2 separate regions of the Zea mays genome follow, and region 2 is linked to region 1. A link is a contact called in public Hi-C data. All regions are on one chromosome and are shown on one strand. The core of a region is the stretch at or near the end of the contact, and the rest is flanking DNA. Distances in the headings are between cores, read along the strand shown.

The links. A called contact is a pair of places that touch in the nucleus more often than the background predicts.
Region 2: a contact with region 1 is called in a Hi-C map of ear, with 2.5 times the contacts expected there. The contact joins two enhancer-like sites. A contact is called at or near these places in 2 of 25 Hi-C or Micro-C datasets (ear and tassel).

Annotation. Positions count from the first base shown.
Region 1 is chr4:36,944,839-36,952,510 of Zm-B73-REFERENCE-NAM-5.0, forward strand. No RefSeq gene overlaps it. Among protein-coding and RNA genes, the nearest start is that of LOC100279062, 37 kb to the left of the region's middle. Within about 2 kb of position 3,458, at least 6 of the 20 cell types and tissues checked have an H3K27ac peak or open chromatin away from gene starts, as enhancers often do. A contact at or near this core is called in ear and tassel, where this site is marked.
Region 2 is chr4:37,082,991-37,089,873 of Zm-B73-REFERENCE-NAM-5.0, forward strand. No RefSeq gene overlaps it. Among protein-coding and RNA genes, the nearest start is that of LOC103653100, 36 kb to the right of the region's middle. Within about 2 kb of position 2,746, at least 14 of the 20 cell types and tissues checked have an H3K27ac peak or open chromatin away from gene starts, as enhancers often do. A contact at or near this core is called in ear and tassel, where this site is marked.

The sequences.
Region 1 (7,672 bases), core at 2,208-4,707:
TCTTTTGTTGCTTGGATTGGCCTTTCTATTTTCCCGTCCTTATTCTCAAGTGCTTTGTAAGCAAAGCAAGAGACACCAAGTGTGTGGTGGTCCTTGCGGGGTCCAAGTGACCCGTGTGATTAAGGGAAGGCTCACTCGGTCTAAGTGACCGTTTGAGAGAGAGGGAAAGGGTTGAAATAGACCCGACCTATGTGGCCTCCTCAACGGGGACTAGGTTCTTTGGAACCGAACCTCGGTAAAACAAATCACCGTGTCTACTCGCTTTGATTCTCGCTTGATTTGTTTGACATTTTTCCTCTCTCTAACGTTTCCTTGCTAGTATTGATTTGAGTTTGCTCCCATACATCATCCGCATCCTTGAGCAACTCCTATGAAGAGAAACAATCTTTCGGACTTGAATTTAATTCTAACGCTAACCTCGACCCTAGTGTGTGTTTAAGTTTATAAATTTCAGGTTTCACCTATTCATCTCCCCTCTAGGCGACTTTCAAGATCACCTGACAATCTAAAAAGTCATGCAACATGATCAGCTATATCGCCATATATACTTGAGCAACTCCTCCCTGCTTTCCCCTAACTAGGTAAGGTCCTCATCACACACTAGCTTTCTTAATCCTACTACTAATTAAGAGTGGACCGTGGGCGCCTTGGCACGGCCATGCCCCCGCCCATCTCTCACTGACATGATGGGCGCCTTTTCGTCGTACGCTCGCATGCACGCACGAGCGAGGCTGGGTGCCTGACTGCTTGAGCCAGTTCACGGCTTTGCAGTCGCAGGCTGCAGCGGCTGCCCCCACGACGAGGGACAGACAAGCACTGTGCTACCACGGCTCCACCTCTCCACGCCAAGCACCCGCAAAAAATAATGCAAAGTGAGAACTCGAACCCATACCCCTCTACTTCAAAAATTTGGGGCTAACCAACAGACCACATGTACTTAAGTGTTTAGAAGTAAACAATAATTATATTTGTAGTCTAGGCGCCCCTCTCCATGCCCTCCGTCTCGTGGCAACGCATGGGCACATACCTAGTTAATTAGTTAAGATCAAAGCCATAATAATCCTTGTGCTTATACTGTTTTCTCGGGTTGGTGCTCCATGTTTCAATTAAATAAAAATAATCTTATCATGCATAACAAGTAAACCATCAATAATAATAATCATGATCAATGTTGCACTTGTACCATTATCCCATAACCAAGTGAAGCAATAGCAAACCTATCCAATGATAAATAATTCCAGGTATAAACAAAGCATAGGGAAAATAAATCTAGTTAACGTATATATTAGGTTCTCATAAATTTAACCTAGCTAACTGTACATGCATAGATAGATGAGAACATAACAGTAAATATTATTTGACAGTGGACTTCTTACCGATAATCGTCCACTACTAACGCGTACGTGTCATCACGTACTCTCTCATCAGCACAATCACAGATGCATCATGCATGCAATGCCATTTAGAGAGAATTTAAATACACTAGAGCAAATAGTTAGTGGCTAAAATTAATTCAAACATCTAAACACCCTAGTTAATAGTTCAACTATTAGCTATTTTTAATAAATTAGTTAATAGTTAAGTAGTTATTTATTAGCTAGTTAATTATACTAATAATTTTTAGCCAACTAACTATTAGTTCCATTGCATTCAAGCACGCCCCTTAACTACCTTGACGCCTGGCAAGTGGCAACGGAGGGGTAATACGAGCTATAACTAGCTAGAGTTGAACTGGCTCTAAGCAGCGACAGTGCCAGGCAGCTGATAAAATCTGCCGGTCTTTCCATTGGTGGGGGGCGAGCTGAGCGATGGAGACAGCGAGATGCGAGAGACAAGAACCCCACTGCCCTGCAGCAGGCTGATTGATACTCAGACAGGGACGCTAGCTGCTGGTTCTTGAGAGATTCCATCTGATCGATGCCATACGCTACGGACTGGACTGGACTGGACTTCCGACTCCGATTCTCGTGGCCTCAGTTCCTCCCTTTAATTTCTGTGGTGTTGCACTGCACGCGGGTAGAGGGATCATGTCACTTAGTAATTGGAAGAAGAATCGTCATTCCCCCTATAGACATTGGTACCTATCTATCTCTCCCTCGTTTAAGGCAACCCAGCGACGAATGAAAATAAAATAGGTATCAGTATTTGTAATATAGATGCTAAATAGATATATCTGAACTCGATCACCTTTTTAGTGTTTTCGGTGGCCGGCCGATTATCATCGGATCGAAATAAGTAAGGCCTATGCCATAAAAGTTATTTATTTTGGCAGCTTTAGGCCAATCTTCGGCAGATCATGGCCGCCAACAATAGATTAATCAAAGTTACCATGCACAATTATCATTATCGAAGTTTAGATCATCATCACCAAAAACACTTACATGATATAAGGACCATTAAAATACGATTTTATATCAAAATTGTACTTTTCATTTAATTAGTCCGCTTCAATTCGGTTGATGATGAACTCAGTGCTAAAAAAGTGTATATCAATGTATGTTGAATTTAAGAGTACACGCTAGCTTTCAATTGAATCGAGAGCAAACTATCGGAATAGAAATCCGAGTCCGAGACATCCATTTTATTGTAGTCGTATTTGAAAAACATTTGTAATTGTATCTGTATTCGTATTTTAATTAAAATGTAAAAATGGTGCTACTGTGATCTGATTCCATGCTGAAGGAACCATGACGTCTAAGAAGACGATAAATTAGGTAACTTAAAATCTAGTTTTTACACTAATAACTCTAGTTTTAAACCTAGTTACGAACCTATACAATAGCTGCGCGCATGTCCCACTCCCAACTTGCTAGCTAGCTAGCAATCCGAGATCTGACCGACAGACCGAGTCTCTTCTCTTCTACTCTCTTCAAGTCCCTGTTTCCCCCTATGTGTGGGGTCACATCACATCATCTGTGCCAACAATACCGATACCAAGCAGGAGTATCCTAGAGGAGAGGAGAAACAGGGAGAGATGACATATGACACAGAGTAATTAATAGAGTAAGTAATCAGCAAGCACTGGCCTCCCTCCAACCAAATCTGCGAGGTCGTCGTGTAACTGTCCCAGCAGCAGCCAGGATCCGACCAAGTCTCTTTTCTTCATTGTAATATAATGCCAATTAAAGGTTAGTCCACTCTAGTACAGTTACACTCACTCCGTCCTAAAAAAATATGGTTCTCATTCTTTTAGAAATCAACTAATTTCAAATTTGATCAAACATATATTTTAATATATATTTATATAATTAACTGATGAGTATTATAAAATTAATAAACCTGTTTAGAGACATAAAGATTAACACAACCGCTAGTGCACCCTTAGAAGTAACAACCTCTGTAGGTGGCTCCTACTCCGGTTCACTAGAGGACGATGAAGAACTGACATCACAGTGCCAGACTCATGTGCACCCCAACAAATATCTCACGGAGGTGGACGAAGGTCGTGAGGAGCTACAAGGAGTTGAGGGAGAGGTGCGTTAGCTTGACGTTATAGAACTCTAGCAGCATCGCCAAGAAGGGCGAGTCTAGGAAGCCCAGCCCCGCCATCAAGTACGCGCTAAAGACAACATACTTCGGGGGTGTTTGGTTTATAGGGACTAAACATTAGTTCCTCCACTTTATTCCATTTTAGTTCATAAATTGTTAAATAGGGAAACTAAAATAGAGTTTTAGTTTCTATATTTAGTAATTTAGGGACTAAAATGAAATAAAATTGAGGGACTAAAAATTAGTCTCTAGAAACCAAACACCCCCTTCCTTGGTTTCATCATCATCCACACCAGCCAAGCAGCAGTCAGAGACAACTTGCCACGCTCATCCTGGCCTGTCCACTCGAGAAGTGTCCGATACAACCCCAAGGTGGTCTCCTTTTTGACCCTCGACCGCTGCATCGTAAGCTTCTTCGTTGATGGCACCATTGTTTTCGCCGAGGAAGGTGTTTCGTGGAAGGGATGAGGTGCTTGCTTGAAGGAAGACGAAAAGTTTTGGAAGGCAAAGGGCTCGGTTGCATGGAGAGTGCGAGTGCTTAAGCGCTTGGTATTAATCGCCCCCGACGTCATATTTATTCTCCACTCGCTGCATGGGCCCTTAGGGCGCCTGATAGTCGCCTAGAGGGGGTGAATAGGCGACACCTGAAACTAATCTCAAAACAATCCAAACTTGATCCAATGATATTAAGTGCTTAGAACAAGATGTGTTAGTTCAGGTTAGTATAAGCACAATACTTGCTCAAGGTTGCTAGTGAATATAAATCAGGAACTCAAGTTAGCAACATAATGGAATAGAAATTTAAAGTAAGTATAGGACTAAAGAGGAAAGGCGAAGAATAAAATGCAAGGCAAAAGCAAAGGAATACATGGCAATTTGTTACCGGAGTTCAGTTTCACCAAGAAACATATGTCTCTTTTGCGGAGTTCACTAAAGACAGATTTCTCTCAACCCTTTCCTCCCTCAAGTGATCAAAAAGATCAAACTTGATTTCCTCTTTTCTTTTCTCAAGTGAGATCGGGTTTTGCAAGTCACTCCACAACTTGGAGCCTCTTGATCACTTTACAAATCTGTGGGAGTCTCAACTCCAAAGCTTAACGATCACAACACACTTCACAATTTAGCTCTCTCAAGTGCACTAACTCTTCCTCTCACAAGACAAGACTATCACTAGCTTCTCTACTCAATTATGGCACTTGAATCACTTGGATCGACTTAGATGTGTTGCTCTATGCATATGACTTGTTTGCTTAACTCTTGGATCAGTAACACACTGGCTTGGGTCATATACATAGGCCCCAAGCCCTCACATAGCAGTCGGAATGCAACTCCCAAAATTGCATTGTTTTCGTTTTCGGGTGCACCGAATGTTGGGGACTTGTTCTCAAATGCTAAGAATTAAGAACAAGACAACATAGAAAGTGTTAAATGTTAAACTACTTCGTCCTTAAAAACATTATATCCCTTCGGATATAATGAATCTTGGACGAAGGTTACAAAGGAAAAGACCTTCGCAAGGTTGATAGATGGTAAAAAAGAGCACACATATATAAAACACGAGTAATGATACCAGTATTATCATTAACTTATTTTCATTACTAAATTCATAAAAACAAATTACAAATGTACCTTCAGATTAACGAAAAGTAAGGGTACAGTCGTGATGCGAAAAAGCGTATGCCAGGTCAGCGTGAACAGTACGGGAGTACTGTTCATCTATTTATAGGCACGGGACGCAGCCCGTGTAAAATTACATTGATGCCCTTTACATTTGACAATAACTTTATAGCAATCCTTCGAGGTTTAATTTGACTTTTCATCCTTAAGTCGGTTCCTCTTTTCTGTCGTCATGCCGAAGCTTTTCCGTACGTAGCTTCATGATCGTCTTATCCTTCGTCGTGGTCGCTTTCCACCCCAGTCAAGCTTCGTCTTAACCATGCTCTTGTACACCCGCAACCTAACTCCGAAAATACCTGTTCACATGTTTTACTCGGGAAATATTGTCAAATCATGTTTTTGAGGACCTTCGGAAGCCGAAGGCCCCCAACAGTAGCCCCTCGCAATATTAATTTTCTGTAATGATAAATTCATATTGCGACATGGACGAAGGCTTTAAGCCGAAGGTCCGAAAAAACACCTTCCCTTTGCTAGAATAGCAACAGTCATTGACAAACGGGGCCCTCCAGTTTTCGGCACACTGGGTGTATAAATAAGAGCCCACCGCAAGTTTATTTGGCACGCTCTTTTGCCATCTGCTTTTAGCCACCCAACTTTTCAGCCTGCGCGCAACAGCACTTACTTGGTTTTAAATTTTTAAGCTTCGGTTTCGAGTGTGTTTTGTCAGCATTTGCGAAGATGACTGATGATAAGAAAGTTGTTGGTGCTTCGAAGCTAAGCCTTTCTGAGGAGATGCACCTAGGCTTTCTTGAATCAATGTCAAAGACTAATACGGAGAAGATTACCAGGGAGACTTTGGAGGGTTTATCTGAAGATACTGGCGATAGTGAAAGTTACGATGTGGATAGCGGTGGTGAAGATTCCAAAGATCGACCCTGGCACCCAAGCCGTGCAGTTTTTGGTAAGTCCAGCATTAAGGAAAATCATCTTGTCAATATGAGAGGGAGATACTTTCGGGACTTGTCTGTTGTGAGGGCTGACGAAGGAGAGAAGACTTGTCTGACTCCCGAAGAAAATGAGGTCGTGATATTCTGAAGCTTCCTAAAAGCTGGATTACGATTTCCCTTGAGCAGTTTTGTCGTTGAAGTACTGAAGACATTCGAAATCTACCTTCACCAGCTTATCCCCGAAGCAATCATAAGGATGAACATCTTTGTGTGGGCCGTGAGAAGCCAAGGTTTGGAACCTAATGCAAAAAGCTTCTGTAACATACACGAGCTATTGTATGAGACAAAACCCTGGGGCAAAGAGCAGTATCACAACAACTTTGGCTGTTACAGCTTCGGCGCTCGGTCCGGGTCAAGCTGCCCTGTGCCAACCTTTCGAAAGAGGTGGCCCGGCGACTGGATGACAGAATGGTTCTACGTGAAAAATGACTTAAAATCACGTGAAGATGTCAAGGGCATCATTATGCGCCCCATCTGGCAACGCTTCGGCCTCCAGAAGCCGAAGGTGGAAATGGATGAAGCAGCCGAAGAATGCCAGAGAGCCTTCGGCGTGGTTTGTTCTTTTATTGGGACAAGGGACTTGGTTCAAGAGCATATTGCCTTCAGAGTATGGCCACTTGTAGAAAAGTGGGAAATGCCGAAGGAGACCGTCAAGGAAGCTGACGAAGGTGGACTAGTTAGACTAAAATACACATTCAAATACGGAGATAAGTTTGTTGAACCAGATGATGACTGGTTAAAAAGTATTGAGGCCATAAGCGACGAATTGCTTGGAGTATACTCGAAAGCCGAAGATACTGCATTATCAGCGGCCTTCGGAGGCCGAAAGAAGAAAAGACTTAACCGAGTATTCGATGCAATTGGGTTTGTCTACCCCGACTACCATTACCCAGTGCGAGGCCAAAAAAGGAAAAATACTTCTCCTGCAAAGGAAACTGCTTCAGCTGCTCCTAAGGAGCCATCATCGAAGAGAAAAAAGGTAAATGTGCTCACACACCGGCCACGTTATATTGAGCCGGCCATAGTGCCTGAGTTTATTGGTGAGGCCTCTTCGGCCACCGAAGCCAGAGAACCAACTCCAGTGGCAAAAATCGAGGAAATGGCCGAAGTACCAGCAACAGAGAAAACAGAAGAGCCGAAGGCTAAAGAAGCAAAAACATTAGAAATTTTAAGTCCTTCGACAAAAATCCAAAAGGGGCCAGCAGCGACCCCAAAAAGAAAAAGGATGGTTAATGTGCTGGATGTTTTGGAAACAATTAAATCTTCGAGCATAACTCCGAAGAAAACTGTTGAAGCTTCTGAAGTGTCTACTGAAGCCTTTGTTGCTGAAGCTTTGAAGCAACAATTTGAAACTGAAGCTGGGCCTTCAGAGCCTACCAAGGTAAAACATTTGAAAGCTGAAAAAACAAAATTGACAGAGGCAACTTTGGAAACCGAAAAAACAAAAATGACAGAGCCGATTTTGATTGAGGAAATTGACACTGCCGTCCCCGAAGCATCTTCCAAAATTCGTGATTATATTGTGCGACATGCTTCGGGAAAGAAATTATCTGAAGAAG
Region 2 (6,883 bases), core at 1,496-3,995, 140 kb after region 1:
TCCTCCTTAACTATTTTTCCCTTATTTCTCCTCCTCTCCAACCATTTTCCTATTCAACCCGCCTATACAGTTAACTGAGGTATTTGACTTTTATGCATTAGTTTTTGGAGTTTTTAAAAATACTAACATATTTGGAGTGCCATAATACACATTGTTATGAGGTAATTATACTAAAAAGGAATTAATTTCATAGTTAAAACACTGATTAACGAAATGGAGGTGATTACAACTACTCCCTCCTCCCCCTTACTCAGGGTGCTCTTCTTCTCTCACCCCACACTAGGTGGCACCGAACGGGTGTCGTTGGATGGTTTCAGGGAGCACGCCACCCCAGATACCATCAGGGGAGCAGGCAAGGGTGCTCCATTGGAGCTCGCCAAAGGCCACCTCTAAGGGTGCCGCCACGCCACCACGAATACCGTCAGGGGAGCCGACAAGGGTGCTCCATTGGAGCTTGCCTAAGGCCACCTCCAAGGATGCCCCACACGGCCACACCACCCCATCCCACGTAGGGGGGCTTTGAGGTGAAATAGTCGTCCAACAACTCTCTCAAAGCTCCCCCTATCTGGAGGGAGAGAAAAAGTCCCCCATATATATGGAGTGAGTTCTAATCTTTCATCATTCTTTAATTACTTTATTTTATTGTAATATTAACTCTTTTTAAGTACCATAACCTGATAACAATGTGTATTATGGTAGTACAAATAGTCTATAATTTTTTAAAACTTGAAAAACTGATGAAAAAATGTTAAATAACTAAATTATAATATATAGGGAGAGCTGGATATGGTGAATGGTTAGAGATGTCATGTATGTGGAAGAATATCTTTTAGGTTGATGTAATAAAATACAATAGAAAGTATAAATAAGGGGGAATGGTTGGAGATGACCTAAAATTAGCTTTAGATCTATAAAATTTAAAATGTATTTCTGGATGCGTCAACTTGTTACTGGTGTAGCGCTCTACACCAACTTCGTTGGTATTCTAGACACTCTATGCTATTAGAGTAAGTTTAATAATATAGTTAATCGCTGGCTATAAAAATCTTTGCAGCTTATTTTATTGCTAATATGTGTAATGGTTAGCTCTTTATAATTAATATATAGTTCACTTGTCTTTATCATAAAAAGTTTTGGTTTCATATGTATAAGCTGGATGTTAGTTTGTAGTATGATTCTACTCTCTCTCCTCATTTCTCTTCCATGTCACCAATTAGCCGATTTACTGTCAGCTATTATACTTGCTTTTATAATTCATAGTTCTGCTACGTGATCGGCACCTACCAAATTCGACGACCGAAGGTTAATTAGTATAAAATTAGATAAACACAATAATCAGCAAATAATTGTATTTGTCAAACAGACCAGGTCGGTCGCGATCTGCCGCACGAGCAAATCTCTGTCACCTTTTCGTCTGTAACTTTGTGCACCGCGCGGCAACGAAAATTCAGCACGAGAGGAATTACTTTTTCATTTATTTAATTTGCTCGCTTTTTGATTTTTGTCCCACGGATATCATCGTTTTATAGCTGGAAAAAGCTAGCAAACCGGCCGGCGGCCGTCCGTTTATTAAATTCCTGCACAAATCCAAGCTAGCGTCAAACTAGCTCGTGCGTACATATATAGATATCTATACTATGTTCTATTCTATTAAAAACTTAATCTGAGCATCTGATACTCTAGACCCATCCCACGTGTTCCGACTGGTTCGCCTACCTAGCACCCGACCCGGCCTGCACAGATACCACACCGTTGAAAAAAAAATTGCAAAACGCTAGACCACACATACCTTAGTGTTTAGAAATAAAAAATAATTATAATTAAATAAATATCTCAATACCTATTTATATGATATATAACAACCGTAGCAAAACACGAGCAATTAGACGGTTTATTTATGTGGGTTGTATGGATGGAAATCGAAACTAGACTTAGAGAATTATGTGAGATACGTTCCTCCACTAAGATAAGTCCGTTGTGTTTCTTTTGCACTAACCTTCTTGATACTCCTTAAGGCACGAGGTATTTACGTGGGTTGTACATGCTCTTAGGTGCTGACAAGTGACATGTCATCCATGGAATAAAACTGTACCACTATATATGACGAATACATAAATTAGGATTAGTTATACATACATGTCATAGAGTGGTATGAAAATAAACTAGTTTCTAACTTTTTTAATATTAGATAGGCATATTTCTAATTAACTAGCGTATGTGGGCCCCAAATTCGGAAAATGGTAGTGGAAAATTTATAGTATAACTTTTTTTGTGAGGGATAATGTATAAGGCTATCGTCTTCAGCAACCAGTAACTCTCCTATATCACCTTCTATTTCAAACATGTCTCTGCAAAACAGTACTATCTACTATACTACAAAATAATATTTTATTACACAAACATATACACTTACAGAAGACACAACATGTTGGACACAACCAAAAGGGTAACAAGAACACAAATTTGCTGGTTTCACCCAAACTCTAGAGCCTTTTTAACTTAAGTTGCTATGTAGCGAGCTGCGAGCAATGCAATAGAGTATTTATTTTGGCTACAGCGCCTACACACATGGCAGCACGAGGAGACGGTGAAAGGACGCACATGCAGAACCCCTCTCGTTGTGAGAGACGTACGTGTTGCAAACTTTTTGCAATGACTAGCTAGCTAGCTAGCTGTGGTCAGCTCAGGACGGTAGGCCGACACGGATGGGATCACACACACGATCATGACATGACTCATGAGTGGCCGTCGAGATCCAGCAACGACCGACCGTACTGTACTATGCAACCGCTCTTCTGCATGATCCATGTGTGTGCTGTGCATGTTTTTGTTTTTGTCTCCACTCCGGAGACGACCAGTGCCAGCCCAATAGAGAAAACAATCACGGCGCCGCGTATGCAGATCTTCTTCACACCTTCTTCTTGTCATTCCATGCACTGCATGGCGGCGCCAGGTGTGATCGCTACTACGTACCGTACGGTGTTGCTGCCGCCTCCGACCATGCTTGAGTGAGTGAGTAGCACAAGAAGACAGCGGGTGTGTGTCGCTGCCGCCCCCGCCGACACGTACGCTTTAAACAGATACCTTGTGTATATTTTTTAGAAAAAACAACCCCTTTCAATAATCTTTATCCTTACTATATTAAACCACCAGTTTCAACACTTGTCTCACGAAAAAATAAGGTAAAATTATGTATAAGTAAGTATTTAAACCTTAGTTGTTGGCTCCACATTCACACCCACCTAATCAATAGAAAACACATATTTTATGATTTATTAGAACAAAATTTATCCTATGTTATATATAAAAACCATAGCAACGTACGGGTATACGACTAGTTAAACCTAAAAAAATGGACCTCCATGTATACTCTGTCATATTCTGTTCACAGCGCTCCTCTCCACCTGTGTGTTTGGCACGTGTTTTATTGAAACGCGTTAGCTCGGTTATGACAACGCTGTTTGTCATTTAAAGTGGTAAATCAATAGTCTATCCTTTAGACTCAATTGATCGGATACGATCGAGTCAACCACATGTGTACATGCGAATTTCGCTTGAGCACGTACGTCCCAAATCGACAAAACAAGTCCGATATACTCCTATGATACCTAGTCCGTTTTTTCAACATTGTATTAGCAAAAACGACTTAAATCCAACATATAATGTATTAGAGCCTGCTGGGCATGGCTCCAACTCCAAACTCCAAGTCAGAGTGATGGAGCCTGCTAAACACCAAAACCCCACCTCTTTTTGCAGCAGCCCAACTCCATAGACTTGGTGCAGTTCTAGTTTATTTTTTGGGCCTGGAGTTTAGAGCATCACTTTTCCACCATCGCACCTCTGCCTGGGCGGAGAACTTGCGGTTAACCGTTGGGGACGCATGCGGACATGGCAGCCCCAGACCTCCCCTGGCTGGGGTCTAGAAGGTACTTGTGGAGGTTCGGGTCCCATCCATAATGGCCCGGACATGTGGCATCATACCTCCCCTGGCCGGAGGCCCGAATGGCACACATGGGGGCCTAAGACCGTCCCACGGGGCCTGGTCCTAGGCTGTAATTACCGTGCAGACCCACCAATGGGGCCAGTGGTAATATCGGGCATGCAGGATGGTCCCAGACTCTATGTCGTGGTAGACCGCTCGCCATCTGAAAGGAAATTAGGCTTACACCTATTTCCTATACTAATTTTGGTGGTTGAATTGCCCAACACAAATAATTGGACTAACTAGTTTGCCCAAGTTTATAAGTTCTACAGGTACAAAGGTTCACCATAAGCCAATAAAAAGACCAAGAAAAAGGGTTCAAACAAAGGAGCAAAGGGACAACCGAAGGCACCCTGGTCGGGCGCACCGGACTGTCCGGTGTGCCACCGGACAGTGTCCGGTGCACCAGGGAAGACCGACTTCAAACTCTTCACCTTCGGGAATTCTCAGAGCCGGCGCGCTATAATTCACCGGACTGTCCGATGTACACCGGACAGTGTCCGGTGCTCCAAGAGGACGCGGCTCTGAACTCGCCAGTCTCGGGAATTCGCTTCGGCTGCTCCGCTATAATTCACCGGACATGTCCGGTGTACACCGGACTGTCCGGTGTAACTGCGGAGCAACAGCTACTTCTGGCGCCAACGGCTACCTGCAGCACATTAAATACGCGCCAGCGCGCGCAGAGGTCAGGCACGCCCATGCTGACGCACCGGACACCCTACAGTTCATGTCCGGTGCGCCACCGGTCATCCAGGCGGGCCCAGCGTCAGAGCTCCAACGGTCGGAACCCTAACGTTCGGGTGACGTGGCTGGCGCACCGGACATGTCCGATGTGCACCGGACTGTCCGGTGCACCATACGACAGACAGCCTCCACCCAAACGGCTAGTTTGGTGGTTGGGGCTATAAATACCCCCAACCACCCCACATTCAAGTCATCCAAGTTTTCCACTTCTCAACCACTTACAAGAGCTAGGCATTCAATTCTAGACACACTCAAGTGATCAAATCCTCTCCAATTCCACACAAGGCTTTAGTGATTAGTGAGAGAGATTTGTCGTGTTCTTTTGAGCTCTTGCGCTTGGATTGCTTCTTTCTTTCTCACTTGTTCTTGTGATCAAAGCTCACTTGTAATCGAAGCAAGAGACACCAATTGTGTGGTGGTCCTTGCGGGGAAGCTTTGTTCCCGATTTGATTTGAGAAGAGAAGCTCACTCGGTCCGAGGGACCGTTTGAGAGAGGGTAAGGGTTGAAAGAGACCCGACCTTTGTGGCCTCCTCAACGGGGAGTAGGTTTGCAAGAACCGAACCTCGGTAAAACAATTCGCGTGTCACACTCTTCATTTGCTTGCGATTTGTTTTGCTCCCTCTCTCTCGGACTCATTATTATTTCTAACGCTAACCCGACTCGTAGTTGTGATTAATTTTGTAAATTTCAGTTTCGCCCTATTCACCCCCCTCTAGGCGACTTTCACCATCCCATGGCTATAGGTAGCCACTGGGGTCCCCTCTTAACCCAGCATGAGTAGGTACCCCATATTTGGGGTACCGACAAGCACATAGCAGCAACATCGTCTAATAGCAAAATGACAAGATTGTACTCAAGAATTTAGACCTTACATGTAGAGATGGCAATGGGCCCCGTTCCTCGATTCCCCATGGGGAATTCCTCCATTAGAGAATGGGGATGGAGAAGTTTCTTCCCCCACGGGGATGTAAACGATGAAAAATTCTACCCCGACGGGTAAACGGTGATGGGACTGGGCATCCACATTCTCCGCGGAGACCCATTAAACTTAAATGGGATGATGCTTTCATGTAATAGTTAATGATAAAAATAAATAATTACTTTATCAAGAGATCACTCATTGTACAAAATGTGTTTATTTTGATGTATATATAATGATTTTTACATATGATAATGTATATAAGTGACAACATTTTGCATTAATAATAAAGGAAGTGTGTTCTAATCTCTACTACAAGCGGGGACGGGGATCCCTGACGGGGATTTATCCCGCAGGAACGACCATGGGGAAGAAATGTCCCTGCAAGCATTCGTGGGGATCACCGCGGGAAAATTTTTTGGGTACAGGAATGAGGATGGGGAGCTAAAACCCGACGAGAAATTCCTGTTGCCATCCCTACTTACATGCGGAGGCGGTGACTTGATCATCAGTTGATTCCACCAGCATCAGGTATATAGTAGCCAATCAAACCACTATTATTTTTTACTGTCGTCATTAGCGATTACAATAAATTAAACCTTATTAATTAAATAATATATCCATTTTACTATGTATGTACTAGTTTAATTAGTTATTTTGGTCATGCTTGTTCCGCATATTTTCAAAAGTTAGAAAATATTATTCTTGTTATGAAAAGTGCAAAAAAGGGGCCTCAGTCTATTTCGCTCCAGGGCCAAAAAAACATAGGTACGAGTCTGCCAATTACGAGTAATAAATATGGTCTAATTATAAAACCAATTATATAAGTAAAGACTAAACAACGAGATAAATTTATTAAGCATAATTAATCCATGATTAGAAAATCCAGCATCTCATGATCGAATCATGGACTAGTTAGACTTAATAGACTCGTCTTACCATTAAAACATTAAAATCTTATCTGTGTATTTATTTTTGTAATTAGACTATATTTAATACCTCTAACTAGTATTCAAACATCGGATGTGACGGAGCTAAAATTTAGCCCCCTCTACCTAAACACCACTTTATATGCAAATAAAATGTCTTAAATACTATGAGTTAAAAGGAGTGACTTAGATGCAACTATCAAATTACCAATTGATAAAAAATAACTTAGAAAAAAGACTGAATAAGGTAAATAACTAAAAACATAAGAAATGATTCAAATAATCTAAAACCATCTTAAAATCAGTTG